Regions from separate parts of the Triticum aestivum genome. Here region 1 is linked to region 2. The links are chromatin contacts, called in public Hi-C maps. All regions are on one chromosome and are shown on one strand. The core of a region is the stretch at or near the end of the contact, and the rest is flanking DNA. Distances in the headings are between cores, read along the strand shown. Region 1 has its middle 240 kb from the start of LOC123144782. Region 2 holds the start of LOC123144782 (outer envelope pore protein 37, chloroplastic).

Region 1 (4,623 bases), core at 1,854-4,353, 240 kb before region 2:
CGTTGTCACTGCGGAAGAGGTTACTGAAGACCCGTGTCGTTGCATGGCTCAGGAGATCGCGGCTCTCCTTCTCGAGGATCTCGTTCGCCTTCGCAGTCCCCTCCTCCATCTTCTCCATGATATTGGTGAAGAAGTCAAGGTAGCTGGCATTATTGTCATCGAGGGGCTCCGAGGTCTTCTCATCAGTGAAGCGTGCAATAGCCGTGCGCGCGCTACATGAGGGCGCGGAACATTTTGTTGCGCACGTGTTGCTGCCCCAGCTCCCGCATGCGGTCGTCCGTGGCCCTCGCGACAACCTCGAAGACACCACCCACCTACATCTGGAGGGATGCCAACTCCTCCTCAGCGTCCGTCTTCGCCGTCAGCGCCTGCTGCCGCATGGCCTCGGTGTCCTTCAGCTCCTTCGCAAGGTGGGCGTTCTCGGCCTTGAGCTCACTCTTCTTCTGGACGAAGCTATCCCGCTTGAGCTTCAACTTTTGGCTATGCTCCTTGACGAGCGCCTTGCGCTCTGCCTTGGACTTGGCATTGGTGTCCTCCTTGTACTTCTTCTCCCACTCTTCGAGCTGGGCGTAGGCCTTGGCCATGCGGGAGTCGTAGGAGTTTTGGGCAGCCCCCACCTAGCGGTCCAGCGTCGCCAAGCACTGATGCTCGGCCTCCTGCTCCGAGGTGGTCCTCGTGAGCTCCTACTCTGGTACTCCCGGATATCGAGGTCCCCCTCGCGAGCCGCTAGGGCCTCCCCACGCTTGGTGAGATCCTCCTCGCGGGAAGCGAGCTAGCCTTCGCAGACCTCCGTGGCCTCCTCCCATGTCCAGAACCCCTGCTCCCTGAGCTCCGCCTACTCCTGGAGCACCTTCTCGCGGGCCACGGCGTCCTCGCTTCACTGTTCGGCATCTGCGGCATCCTCGAGGGCCCTCTCGAAGAGCTCCTCGGCGTCCTTCATGATTTTGCCGTGCTTCTCCCGTGCAGCCTCGTCCAACCAGCGACCCAGCTTCATGGCCACGTTAAGCTGGCGCCACTCGTCTGCGAGCCGTTGGCGATCCTCCTCCGCCCGAAGGTCTTCCTAAAGCACGTCGAGGTCTGCCCTGGCGTCACTGATGGCCCCACATTTGAGCACAGCGTTGGAGCTCACTAGCGCCAAGGCCCCAGGCTGTGCCTCCTCGCCGCTCTCCACCGTCATGGTGCACGAAGACCCAGGGTCGAGACCTCGCGTGGGCTTCGTGCCTTCGTCCCTAGCGGGGGCTGCCTCCTTCGTCAGGTGCGGGGCTCTTTGCAGCCTCCTCCTCTGCGGCCGGCTGCGTCGCCATGCACTCCGGGCTCGTCGCGGCCGCCTTAGGGGCTTGGCGCACCGGCGAACGCTGGGGGCCTATTACGGCCCCCATGTTGACGCCAGCCTCCTCGGTAGGCGTGGGGTGCGACAGAGAGGTCGGCTCGTCGCCCCCTCCTTCGTCGCCTTGCCTGCCGCGTCGGGTGCCTCGGGAGGCACCACCTCGTCGGTGGAGACCCCCTCGCGAGGCTCGCTCCCCCGGTCGGGGGAGGCCGGTCCACAGGTGCCTCGGGAGGCATCGCCTGCTGCCCTCCACCGTCTAGCGCCTCGCCTCTGCTTTGGGGCGGCGTTCGGCCTCCCTGCGGCTCTCATCCCGTGTCGCCATCGGGGGCGCCGCGGGCGTCGTGGCCCCCTTCAAGGCGGGGGCCTCATCCTTCTTCTTCTTCTTCTTGGCCTTCTTGTCTAACTCCCTAGGTAGCGTGCCAGTTTAGCCCAGGCCTCAGGAAGCAAGAAGCAGAAATAGGAAAACAAGAGCAAGGTGTGGAAGCTTACTCACCAGTGGGAGCCCAGCGTCTCTTCGGCTTCTGGCGGCCACTACTGCCCCCCTCGCGAGGCTTGCTCGAGCTCCCTCCGAAGGGCTCGGCACAAGGCCTACCGGCATCGTCAACCGCCGGTGCAACGAGGGAATCCTACCTGTGAGGCTCACTCGCCCCCATAGCCGAGTTCCCTTCACCCCCCACACTCGTGCGCTGGGCGAGCATGACCATGAATCGGTCACCATCGTCATCATCGTCGTTGTCAGGGGCGTCCAACAGCAGCTTGTGGCAAGTTGGTGGGGGCGTCCCTTCGTCGCTCTCCTCCCCGTCCTAGGCTGCCGTGGCCTCCCGAGCCGAGCAGCACCACGAGAGGGTTCTCGCGAGGCCCATCGTGGTCCGACGAGACCAGTCCCCACTGATCAAATTGTAGCATGTCCGCGACAAGTTCATTTTTGTTCTTGTAGCGGTACACCGGGTACATATCCTTGGGTAGGTTCTCTGCATCCGCAGGGAACATGATCCTCACGATCTCATGTAGCACTCCCAAGTGGAGGTTGTCCTCGCTCAGCCACATCGGATCAGCGACGCCGGCGATCGTCCACACCGGGTGCGAGCGCTTTTGGAGGGGTGCGATGCGCCAGCACAAGAACTCCTTGGCAACCATCGCCACCATCACCTTGGCGGCCTCAGCTCCGCCATCCTCACCATGAGCGGCCCCAGCCTCTCGTCAACGAGCTCGAAGTGCTCCCACCCGGAGCTCTTCACGGCCGTCTCGGTCGGGATCTGGAGGAGGGGGCTAAACTGCTTGGCGTCTAGATAGACCCAACGCGACCTGTAGCCCTCCACCTTCTTCAAGATCCTCATGTCGATAATGTTGCCAGCCATTCATCAGTGATACCGAACGAGGCGCACCCCGTATGCTGGTTCCCGACGGAGATCGGCAGACTGTACAAGGTCCTGAAGAATGCCAACGAAGGAGCACTCCCAAGAAGCCCTCACAGAGGTAGGCGAAGACGGTGAGGAGGAGGATGGATTTGGGCTGCAGGTGCATCAGATGGATCTGATAGTGGTTAAGGACGACACAGAGGAAGTCAGAGAACGGTGGCACCAGGGCAGCGAAGATGGAGTGGAAGAAGATGGGGATGGTCGTCGCCTCAAGGTCACGGGGCGCACGTGAACTTGGCCTGATCTGGGTGGGCCCCCACTCATTGTGGCCACTAAGCCGGTCAGATCCCAAGGATTGTTGAACCGGCGGTTGCAACTGAATTGTGTTTGGAGGTACAACCTGAGTCAATTGGGGTATTATGGTTGCCGCACTTGGCGTGCTGGTGCCTGCCCCTGGAACGAGTGCATCTCGCGGTGTATCAAACAACTATGTAGGCTCAAAACTAGTTGGTAGCCAACTTTGATGCCTCCTCTGGTGTACCGCAGAATTCTCGTTTTGGCGGAAACTAAGATGAAGCACCTCTGTTTTCAAATGCTCAGTTTCGCTATGGATGTGGGCGTGTGTCTCGGCCATGCAAACACTCTCTGCATTAATATCCTCTTAGATCTTGGCCATCTGCTCGTGACGCTTTGCAACCTCTATGTTACGTTCAGCCACGTACTTTGTGGTTACTAGAGCCGACAAGAGCATTCCTAGAGTAGTCATCAGCTCTACAAGCACCTGAGCCAGCGTTTGGCTTGAGCCAACCACGGTGGAAGCCATTGCCTCGGCCCCAGCCGTCATAGAATTTTGACCCGCCGTCGTCTCGATCGGGGTCCCTGCCATGTAGACAGCTGCACGGCGGGGCGGCTGTGAAACCTCCAGATCGATCCTGTCATCGGAGTAGCCCCCCGGTCTATCATCAAAAAGTGGAAAAATTCACTCGGTATCTCCAAGCAAAGATTCACCATCCGAGTTGACTAGTGTGTCGCCGCCAGACGCGGAATCGCCTAACAGGTCGACTCCATGAGTGAAACCAACGAAAGCGCAGATCTGACCGGGTCTGGTCCGGCGCGCCGACTCAACGGGGTCGAAGATGATGTCCAACGCGGGACCAGGCTCGCCAATTGCGTCGATGAAGACGCGGATCTTGCCGAAGGAGACCCGGTACCTGTACTCGATTGAGTCGCCCTCGGGACCTAGTCTGAGTCATCGATGTAGAGCTTGCCGCGGCGACTCTTCGTCATCCGGGCTATCTCGTGTCCCTCGATCCCTGGGAGAGCACCCTCCAAGAACTCAACACCATCGTGCGCTGGCCCCATGGTGGGCGCCGACTGTCGTGGTTTTGTCACGGCAGATGTCCTCGCGCAAGGACTAAGTCTTGAGGCCATCGCAACTAGGTGGTTTCCTGAACGGGGTTGATCGGGTATGGAGGACACAAGTTACCCAGGTTGGGCCCCTCACGATGGAGGTAAAAGCCTACTCCTGCTTGATTGATATTGACGATGATCTTGATTACAAGGATGTGGTTTCGCTAACCTAGCTTTCGAGAAATTGCAAATTAGACTCTTCGTCTTAGGGGCTCCCCTTTATATGATAGGTCAAATCCCTAGGTTTACAGGAGATTCTGGGTCGCTAACCCGTTCCTACTCTAACTCTTATAGTCTTGTTCTCCAAGTTGGGAAAGTCCTCCCTCTCCTCTGGGCCTGTCGGCCCAATGTGAACCTTGTTACCACGGCCATCTTCTTGCGGCTTAGGAAGCGACCCCTGGCCCAACTCACGAGGCCGCCCAGCTGTGGGCACCACGGAGCCAGCTATCTAGCAAGGGCCGCGCCCCGCGAGGCCCCTCTCAACGAAGGACTTCACCAAGTACCACCATCAGAAGCAGGCGGCCTCAC
Region 2 (4,752 bases), core at 949-3,448:
TGTGTGTGAGTGAGTGAGTGTGCGGGTGAGACGACAACCGTTGGATCTCACGCGAATAGATGGGATTAGATCTAGGGCATACCCCTTCATTTCTTTCTTTTGCGAACGCGCGCGTGTTACGCTGGCCTGGCTGGCCGTCCGTTTGGGACTTTTTATTATTATTTCTCTCTCTTTCTCTTCTTTTTCCGTTTTCTTTTTTCTTTTTTCTTTTTTCTTTTTCTTTTTACCTTTCATTTTTTTTAAACCCAGGATTTACTTATAGTTTGAATTGCCCAAATCCAAACTACTTTTAATCATTCGATTACATAACTAATATTAATATTTGAAAGTTACTTTCATGCCCTTATACAATTTATAATGAAAAATTAATATGGCCTCTAATTAAAATCCAAATTGTTTTAGGGTTTAAGAATTGGTCAATTAATTTTTCAAACATGAAATATGCACTGAAATAATAAAATGCAATGCTTCTAAATGCACATCCTAAAATTTGGAAAATTTTGCGTTGTGACACAAGTAGGGCCTAACGGACACGCCCGGACACTGACCAGGCGCGCCCGCAGACGTTATGGGGGTCGCATTTGCTAAATCCCGTCGTAAATGCTCTCCTATCATCACTATACGTTAGCGCTGTCTGCGAACCCTCATATTGATACCAAATCGGGAGCATATGAGGGCCCGTGCACGCGCCTGATCAACCCATCACGTAGGACACGGCTCACCCCCAGACCACCTCTTTCTCTTTCTTGATTCTTTTCTCTCTTTTCTTCTCCATCGATCACAGGTAAGTGACCAAATATATAAGTGAAAAAAAATGAGAAGCATGACTGCATGCATGAACAAGTAGGAGCTTAAAACCGACACGTCCACAGATGTTTAGAGAGAGCCGGATTTGCTAAGTCCGGCTCTTAGAGCATCTACAGTAGGGTTCCCTAAACCCTCCCTATACGCCCGGGTGGATGGCCCGGTCACAGTTCGGTAAAAAAAACACGACCCAAACGGACCCCTCATACTAGCCCGAAACGCTGGGCTGACTGGCACTCCTCATATTCAGCCAAATCTAGGCCGGATATGGGGAGTTCCGGGTGCACCCGGGTGCGTCTGCCACGTCCGATATGGCCCATGCTGGTCCACCCCTGACCCCACATATATTCGTCCCCATCCATTCCCCGAATAGAACCCTAGGAACTCTACTCCACTCAGCTCTGCTCCTAAGCTCCCATCAGGCGATCTCCGGCTTTCTTCGGTACGTCGGGCAGCGGATCCAAGTCCTCCATCACCCGATCTGCAGACTAGGAGCTCATCCTACGCGGGCTTGAGGAGGAGATGGCCCTCTGCACTACACCGCGCCCGCGAGAAGAACGCCCAACAGCAGTCTGACTCGATCATGCGGGAATCCATAGCATCAGACCAAATGACGCTTGGATCGCCGCTGCCTCGCCGGAGATGGTGCGGTCCGTCTGGCATCCAAACGTTGTGGCGGAGGCGCAACCCCTTCGTTGGTGCGCTGACTCGGAGCTAAACCATGTGGCCCGTCCGCTAAGGCTATAGCGCAGCGTGGCCGCCATGCGAGGCAGAGGGCACGGGAGGCCGTGACAGACCACAACGAGGTGGGCGCGCACACAACGCCGCTATGGGTGACCTGCAACCCATGGCGCCCCAATCGCCTCGTGGTGGACGTGCGGGATCCGACCACGACAGATCCATCGTCGACCTCACATTGATCGGCGACGTGCAGGCCACAGGCCCCGACGAGGAAGAGTAGGGCATGAGAGACGGCGGCGCCTCGAGTCTCGTGAGCCGGTCCGTGTCCCATGTCCTACTCTACCTCGTCGGCGACCGCAACTTCATTCCGAGGGGCTTAGCCGGCCTCCAAACATGGACACGGGCGTGACACTGACGAAGATTTAGATTAGGTTTTACGTTGCATGTAATTATATGAATTTGAGAATTTGTAATTTGAGACATCTGATTATGAAAGAGGATAATTAAGGTACTATCCAATTGTGCAATAGGAAATTTAAGACGTGAGCGGTCACGGGACCAGATTTGGTATATTGTGCTGTATATACTGTTATGTACACACATTGCAATCTTGTCGTGAGGAAGTGAGGAAGCATATTTGTTCCAGAATAAGCCAGAACCAGAAGAATAAGGCTCTAATTATGAATAGCCAAGAATTCCCAACTTCCAAGCCCTCCGCAGTCCGCACCCCAGACCCCACAAGATTTCCACTTGCCTCTTCCTCCATTCGATTCTTCACACCGCTCACCCCGCCGCTTCCCTCGCTTCCTCCGCCCATGGCCGCCGCCACCGCCACCACTTCCTCCTCCTCGTCCACCCCCAAGAACCCTAACCCTTTCAATCTGCCTCCATGGCTCCGCTGCCCCCTCACCTTCCTCTGCCCGCCCCCTCCCCCTCCCCCGCCGCCCCCTCCCCCGCCTCCCCCACCACCCCCGCCCCCGGAGCCGACGGTGGTGGCTCCAGGGCAGCGGTACAGGAGGCCGGGGCTGCGGGTGACCACGGAGTACGACAGCGAGGAGGCCTTGTTTGCGCACAAGGTGTCGTGCAAGCTCGCGGGGGGCCTCGCCAAGCTGCGGCTGTCGTTCCAGAGCGACCAGCAGGGCCACGGAGAGGACCCGCGGCAGCTTTTCGGGGCGCCGGTGCTGTCGTTCGTCACCAAGCACTTCTCCGCGATGTATGACGTTGAGGGCCGCAACGCGCTGCTCCGTGGTAACGCTTCGCTCCCCGGTGGCGCCGTCCAGCTTCGCGCCTCGCACGATGTCAAGGTATTATAGCGCTTCTATATTGAAATCTGCGCCTCCATTTCAACGTTGTTTAGTTACGCAATTCTCGTTCAAGGACCTATGGTGTCTGTGTGTGCGTTCTTGTTACTTTTGACGATGGAAAGTGTATCTGTATATTCTTTTCACTTACTGATAAAGTTTCACACCTTTAGTCTCCTGAGTTTGTTCTGCTACATACTTCTTTTTTCTTTCTAATGGCATCTTGTTATATTCTCAGGAGCAAGAAGGAGAAGTTTCAGTAAGAACTAGGTTGGGTGACCCGTCTTATAGACTTGAGATATCATCTTTGGTCCCTTACAGTGGTTTGGTGAGTACACACATACATGTTTTCTTTTTCTATGTTTCTTTGATTAGAATAAATGTATTGTGCGGATGAGCAATTCCAACAAGGTTCATTTTCTACCTTAAAATACAAATTTGATCATTGTTACTTTGTTAGCACAAAATGTATTATAGTTGTCACTCCTTCATTCCTCAGAAATTATATATGCCACTTGAGATAAAGGACTATAATTTGCTAGTATATTGAAAAGATTGAATAGTGGTAAAATGTTTGCAAAAGTTGGTCTGGAAGTCCATGTTGTTTAGTACGCCCTCTGTTTCTAATCTAAAATAAGACGTTTTGGGAGTTTAACTTAAACTGTCAAAACGCCTTACATTTAGAAACGGAGGTAGTAACTTACAGCTTACAACTGTACTCTATTGTTTACTCATGCATGCAGTAGAGCGTGCATGATCTGTGAGGCCACCTATATCCAGATCGTAGCTCCTTTAGGTGCTATTTCAGATTTTAAACATTAGCTATTGTATTGAAAACATTGAGTGGTCGTATATTATTTTTAAAGGTATGAAATCATGTGCTATTTGTTTCATTGCTATATTTGTTTATACTCAGTAGAGTATGTGTCCTAAGCTGAAAGATGTTTGTGAATGCTGTAGACATATGTTCTTAGCAACAAGAATCTGTGCATATTTCCTAGAATTTGGAATAAAACTCTGTCAACTGTTTAGTTAACCCTGATACCTGTGCAGCCAAGAGCAACACTCCACTTTCCAATTGGTCAAGTTTCAGTGGAAGAGAGGACAAATGAAGAAGACCAAAAAATGTTGTCAGTGTATGGGATTGCGAAAACTGATTTTTTAGACGGCATTCTTACTGCTCAATACAATGAAAATGATTTGAATCTAAGATATTGTTATAAGGTGATTTATGTCTAATGTTGTATTTTGTTCAGTTTTCGGACCTTCTGTTTTATCTGATTCGATTTGTCCGTTCTCTATGGCAGGACAATGAATTAACTTTAGTTCCCAGCGTCTCCTTGCCTTCCAATGCAGTATCCCTAGACTTCAAAAGGCGTTTTGGTTCTTCTGATAAGTTAAGGTCAGCATACTGTCTTTGTTGCTTTGCTCATTAGCATATGTATCCACTGACCATTTCTTCTCCCAAAATCTCTACAGTATTAATGTGTCTGGTCTTGAATCCTCCAAGTTTCTATTAATAATACATGTGCTAATTGAGTTCTCCACGTTTTTATGTAATTCTGTGCACAACACCCATCAAGATTCTGCAATTACCAAGCATGTTCATAATCCTACCTTCAGGGGCTCCGATGTTAACAAGATGACCTGGACAGCAGGGTACTCATGAATCTTAATACTGCAAAATGCAACATGTTCTGTGTGCCTTTTTCGGGATAGAGCAGTGAAGGCTATTGTGTTAACTGCTCTTAACTTTGGCATACTTAATTAATTGTCTATAGTAGTTTTCTTCTCTCTAGAAATGTCAGATATTGAGATTTGCTTCGGTTGGTCTATTTCCTACAATTATTTGACATATAGTTCCAGTTTATAAGGAGGACTTGAACAACATGTTGCCAAACTAAAACTTTAACCAAAATGTGAAATATAGTCTGCAAGTAGGCAAGAATCTGTATTGGACATAAAT

Evidence for each region. A called contact is a pair of places that touch in the nucleus more often than the background predicts.
Region 1: a contact with region 2 is called in a Hi-C map of leaf, with 5 times the contacts expected there. The contact joins the enhancer-like site here to the promoter of LOC123144782 in region 2. A contact is called at or near these places in 2 of 5 Hi-C or Micro-C datasets (both in leaf) and 1 of 1 datasets of contacts at active chromatin or transcription factors (leaf).

The regions. Positions count from the first base shown.
Region 1 is chr6D:305,762,966-305,767,588 of IWGSC CS RefSeq v2.1, reverse strand. No RefSeq gene overlaps it. Among protein-coding and RNA genes, the nearest start is that of LOC123144782, 240 kb to the right of the region's middle. Within about 2 kb of position 3,103, at least 4 of the 8 cell types and tissues checked have an H3K27ac peak or open chromatin away from gene starts, as enhancers often do. A contact at or near this core is called in leaf, where this site is marked.
Region 2 is chr6D:305,521,929-305,526,680 of IWGSC CS RefSeq v2.1, reverse strand. LOC123144782 (outer envelope pore protein 37, chloroplastic) reads left to right here and starts at 2,198. Exons shown (of 6, transcript XM_044564018.1): 1 at 2,198-2,789; 2 at 3,025-3,114; 3 at 3,840-4,010; 4 at 4,094-4,188. The coding sequence starts at 2,301.